2 separate regions of the Oryctolagus cuniculus genome follow, and region 1 is linked to region 2. Evidence: chromatin contacts called from public Micro-C data. All regions are on one chromosome and are shown on one strand. The core of a region is the stretch at or near the end of the contact, and the rest is flanking DNA. Distances in the headings are between cores, read along the strand shown. Region 1 has its middle 100 kb from the start of VEPH1. Region 2 holds the start of RSRC1 (arginine and serine rich coiled-coil 1).

Region 1 (2,700 bases), core at 28-2,527, 500 kb before region 2:
ACTAATGACAATGCAGACTGTAATTATAGGAAATTCTAACCAGATATTGTGGTCTGGGCAAAGCAAACAAGCGGAGTCTGTTCTCTTTGATTATAAAGGATGATTGGCCTGTTTCAGAGCCGTTAAAGACCTAGAGGGACTGAGGTAAAAATGATTCCTGTCCTGCATCCAATGCCATTTGATGCCATCTTTCTACTGAAAATATTTCTCCGAAACAATCTACAGGACACTCTCATACTCCGAGACTACGGCAGTCCACGGTGCCACCACACCAGGTCCCCGTGTGCCTGTAAAGGCAGCAGGCTCCTCTCCTCGCCCTGTGCAAACAAGCGCATCGAGGGCATTAAGCTAAAAAGGCCTCACGGATATTTTGGTCGGTGACCGAATGCCCAGTGAATGCCCAGCTGTCCTTTATCCTCAGAGTTGAATAGACGTTGAACTTAAGCACAAATTTTGGGAAATTCTATGATAGACTATTTTGTTTACCGCAGAAACAATGTCAAGATGATTAACTTTTAGGCAATAAATCAGGGGAGTTGATCTCAGCAGTGGAAAACGCTCTGATTTAAATTGCCAATATAGAGATCCTTTAGTTCTTGGAAATCACTGCGAACTGTCCGTGCCGGAAGTGAAAGTCTCAGTGGCTCGCTATGATTGATGCAGGAATTAGTCATTAAAAAAGAAGAAAGGCGGGGGGGGGGGGGGGGGGGTCGTTGAACTAAGTAATTTGCATCCAAAGGATGACATCAGTAACACCGTGTACTTGTTGTTTTAAAAAGTGACCACTAGATGGCGAACGTGCAATTCAAAAATTTAAAAAAAAAAAAAAAAATCTCGGCCCGGTGAGGTACAAGCATTTTACCAAAGGAGCTATTGTACTTACAAACCTGCATGCACACGCGTGAAGAAAGCACTACTTGCCCTGAAGATGCTAGCCTTTTCTTTCCTCCCAGACTTTGATAAGCCTCTCCCTTTTTCCTCAGGACAGGTCACTTCTCCCCCTCGGCAGTATTTCTGGGTGAATTCACCTTTTGAAACTTCTAGCTGTCGCTATTCTCTTCCTAGCCCTGGGACTAAGGAGAAACGCGTTCCGTGAGGGGTGGCTGCGTCCTCCCGCGGCCCGGACAGCCCTGGCCCCGGAGCCCCGAGGCGCGGCTGTCTTCCAGGGCTATCATCCACCGCGGCGCGCCGCACGCCCGCTCGCTCGCTCGCTCGCTCCTCTCCGGGAAGCACACACCATCTTTATTCTCCCCCGCGATGACAGCCATAAATCTTTAAAGTTGTGTGTGAGTGTGTGTGTGTGTGTGTGCGCGCGCGCGCGCGTGTGTGTTCAAGAAAGTCCCTATCAATGGAGCGGTTGTTCTCAGACCGACTCTTTTCACCGTGGCCATAATGAGATATATGAGGCCAGGCCTCCGGGCGAGGCCAGGAAGCGGGAACCGCACCTCCACGCCGCCGCCGCCGTGCAGCCCAAAACAATGGATTACATTGAGAGCGTGCGGCAGATCGGCGGGGCTGTTGGCCGGTTCTAATCCAAGGCTAGCCCCCCGACCCGGGGCTAATGGGGTGTGTGCGTGAGTGCATGTGTGTGTGTGTGTGTGTGTGTGCGCGCGCGCGTGTGTGGATGTGGCAGAAAGGGGAGGGGCAGAGCAGACCTGAAACATGTCGTTTCTTTTCGACGCAAATAGGCAGGTCAACAAAAACCCTGCACAAAAGAGCGTCTCTGTGGCCGGGTTCTCCCCGGCTGCTGTGCCCCAGCCTCCGCACCCAGGGCCCTGCTCCCAGGTGCGCGCTCCTAATTTGCTAAACAACCCTGAGCAAGTCACTTAACCTTCCCAAACTCCAGCTTCTCGCTCTCTGAAGCTTGTCTCGACCCCACTTCCCCGGGACGCGGCGAGGATTAATGATGAGAGAAAGCCAGGCAGGGGCCTGGAGTTTCCTTAGGAAAGGTGCTGCTTCCCCTCGGAGGAGAGTCATAAAAATAAATTAAATAACTACACGCGAGCGAGCCAGGCCCGAGGCCCAGGGTTCTGTGTCCCGTGCGTGGCCGCGTTTGCCATCCCTCAAGAAGGCTTGGCAGGGCCAAAACAAAAATACCGAGGAAAGCCTTTGTGTGACCAAATGCTCACTGGCTTTTTCTCTCACCAGCCCGTGTCTGTCCTGAAGGAGCGGAAGGAAAACTCTGGCGGTGCCCAAAGGTGCGGACGCTGCGGCCCGGCCCCGCGCCGCGCAGCCGCAGAGAACTCCTCTGACAATTCGCCTCTGCTTGGGCCACCGTGATGCGTGCTCACCGTTCCGGGCTTCGGCTTCCCTCTTCCACTGCAATAGATATTCAGGCCGCGGAGGCCCAGGTCTGAGCACTTATTTGGGCAGGACCCAAAATACAAGGAAAGGATCGATTTTAACCTATTTTAAAACATTTGATCTAATTTGATATTTCTAGTTTTCAACGGCTTACAGCAAATAGATGAAAATAAATGTCTTGTCACATGTTGTGCTGCGGACGATGCCTTTTGGTTTTCAAAGACTCCTGAAAACAGGAGGAGAATCTTCTATTAGCTGTGTCTGATGCCTCGGGATTTTCCAGCTGTCATTGTTCAAAGGTCTATGTTTTGGAGCCTTGTGGAATGACCAAGCGGATTAAACCCTGCTCTAAAACCCTGAAAGTGATCTGTGCCTCGAAGTCCGGTGGCTATGAGG
Region 2 (2,700 bases), core at 130-2,629:
TAGCAAACACGGGGGACAATTTAATAGAAAAATATTTCCACTGATATTTCAGTGAAATTTAAACGGGAAAACACACCAGATTCTGCCAAAAGGGGCGGACAAACTTTGTCTATTTCTTGTCATCCACACAATGGATGGCCCTCAAAGTTTTGAGGCTTCAGGGAGAAAGATGTCCAAATTTCACGTTGATTAATAGACTTAATATAATTTCTATTTCGCCCCCAAATTTCCACTTAGTGGCCTAAACAGGAACAGACCGTGTTATAAACAACCTAATTGCTTGCTTAAATATGTGATTCTACGCATGCCACATATTTTCTTAATTGGAAAAATATGGCAGTACACCAGTTACTGCAGGCACCAAGTGCCAAATTAATTTTATTGTTGAACTCCTTTGAATTGGTACAGGACGCTCCACCATTAGATAAAGCCGTTTGCCAACACTTCGCTGGCACCAAAGGAGTTTTTCCTCCCCCCAGATCAGAGTACTGGATAATTCGAAGCAGTAAAGGAATTGCGTACAACAAACCCTAAAATGAATCCTAAACGCCTCGCCCGGGAGCAGCAGCATAGCCCGGACCTTATTCTGCCTTGGCTTCGTTCTTTCATCGCGCAAAGAAAATGGGAAGTTTGGTCCCCTAAAGATCCAAAGACTCTGGGTCTTTGCGGAGTTCCAAGGGGGCTCGGGCGGCGGCCCGAGAGCCCCGTGGGTGACCCAAGGGTGACGCTGCCCTCTGTCCCCTTCTCTCTGTCCCTCTCTCGCTTAGGCCGGGGAGGGGGGTAGGCTGCCGTAAACTCTCGCTAGACGCCGGCCTCCCCCCTCCGCTGGGTCCGGTCCCAGCCAGCACCCCTTGCCACAGTCTAGTCCCCACGAACTTGCACATCTGCCCCGCGGGCCGTCCGGACTGCGGGCCGGTCCTCCCGCCAGGGAAAGCTGCATTTCAATGCGGTGGGAGCATCTGGGGAGGACACGCGCAAACCCCACGCGCCCCCCACCCCCCGGCACACACGCATCAGGACCCCACCCACGACCGTACACACTGCCGCGGACGCCCACCCCCTCCAATATCTCTCCAGCTTCCAGAGCCGGGATCCCGGGGAGACCCGGTCCGCGTCCCGCCCCCCTCCCCGCGGGGCCGCTCGAGAGGGGTCAGCTAAGGCGGGAAAGGGAACTGCGGCTGGGGGATCGGGCCGTTACCCTCGGTCAGCCGCGGGCTGCCCGGCTCCCGGCTCCTCTCGGCGGCGCCCATGTCCAGCTCCCGGCCGGGAGAGCGCCCTCCTCCAGCTCCTCCGCCTGCTCCTCCTCCTCCTCCTGCACCTCCTCCGCCTCCTCCGCCTCCGCCTCCGCCTCCTCCGCCGCCGCCTCCGCCGGCCGCCCGGACTGCCGGGCTGCTGCGGTCGTCGCGGCCGGGCTCGGCGCAGCCGCTCGGCTCCTTGGCCCCGCGCAGCGGCCCGCTCTCCAGCACCTCTCGGTACGTGATCGCCTCCTTCTTCTCCTTCACTTTCTGGTCAAAGGACTTGGAGACGAACGCCGTAAGTTCTTCCATCGCCGCCGCCGCCGCCGCCCGTCGGCCCCGCGCCCAGCCGCTCCCAGCCGAGCCCCGCTCCTTTTTTCCTCCTCCTTTTCTTACTGCTCCAGCCCCCCCAATAACAACACATCAATGGGGCAGGGGTGGGGGAGGAGCGGGAGGAGGAGGAGGAGGAGGAAGAAGAAGAGAAGAAAGAAGAAAGAGGAGGAGAAGTAGAAGGAGAACGAGAAGTGAGAAGAGGAGGAGGAGGACGAAGACGAGGAGGAGGAGGAGGAGGACTGGGAGCGGAGGGGGCGGCGGGGGAGGGGCGGGGGCGGCGGGGCCGCGGCCCGGGCTTCCCCGCCGGAGCGCGCTCGTTGGATGTTAAGATCTTTGACAATTCTTCCTGCCGAGAGTTCAGGTCCGATAGCGACGCTGCGCTTGAAGTCTCACTATTTATACTTCCTTAAGACGGCCCTCGTTCCGAGTCAATTACCTCCCCTGCAACTCGAGCGAGCCCCTTCCCGGGGAGCAGCAGCCGCGCCACTACCTGGGGTGGGGGGGGAGGGAGGGGAGAGAGTGAGAGAGGGAGAGCGAGAGCGTGAGCGAGAGAGAGAGCGAGAGAGAGAGCGAGAGAGAGAGAGGCGGAGAGCGCGCAATTGAGGCTGGAGTCGGGGCCGGTGCGGGCGCGGGCTGACAGCGCGGGGACCCGAGCCGTGGGGGAGGAGGAAGGTCCCCGCCGTCCAGGCTTCAGCGAGCCCCGGCCTCCTGTGCGCTCGGTCATTCATCCAGGATTGACAAGGATCCCTAATTAATTTAATTAGACGTGGGTTTTGCGTTGGTGTCACGACTTAGTTAAGCGCTGGGGAGCTGGATGGACTCCGCGGGGGCGGGGCCAGCAGGAAACTGACAAGTGCGCGGCTCGCAGAGTCGGGCGAGGATCCCCACCCCGCACCGACCCCACAGCCTTCCCTGTTGCTCCGGGCCGCGCAGCCGCTCAGCTCCGCAGGGCTGCCTGCAGCCCCTGCCCCGCATCGGCGCCCGGCGGCTTAGAGGCCCTACCCGCCGTCCCGCATCCTGCCCCGCGCACCACTCCCGCATCGCTGCCCCGCTGCCCCGACCCCAGCCGCAGCTCCACCGCGCGGCCTCATTCTAGCTTCACAGCCCTGCCAAGACCGGAGCGGCTCTTCTT

What was found. A called contact is a pair of places that touch in the nucleus more often than the background predicts.
Region 1: a contact with region 2 is called in a Micro-C map of ear pinna, with 3 times the contacts expected there. The contact joins the enhancer-like site here to the promoter of RSRC1 in region 2. A contact is called at or near these places in 2 of 6 Hi-C or Micro-C datasets (ear pinna and skin fibroblasts).

The regions. Positions count from the first base shown.
Region 1 is chr4:123,210,593-123,213,292 of mOryCun1.1, reverse strand. No RefSeq gene overlaps it. Among named protein-coding and RNA genes, the nearest start is that of VEPH1, 100 kb to the left of the region's middle. Within about 2 kb of position 1,277, at least 3 of the 8 cell types and tissues checked have an H3K27ac peak or open chromatin away from gene starts, as enhancers often do. A contact at or near this core is called in ear pinna, where this site is marked.
Region 2 is chr4:122,712,201-122,714,900 of mOryCun1.1, reverse strand. It overlaps RSRC1 (arginine and serine rich coiled-coil 1), which reads left to right and starts at 1,379. Exons shown (of 11, transcript XM_070072602.1): 1 at 1,379-1,472. SHOX2 (SHOX homeobox 2) reads right to left here and starts at 1,727. Exons shown (of 5, transcript XM_051859078.2): 1 at 1,199-1,727. The coding sequence starts at 1,547.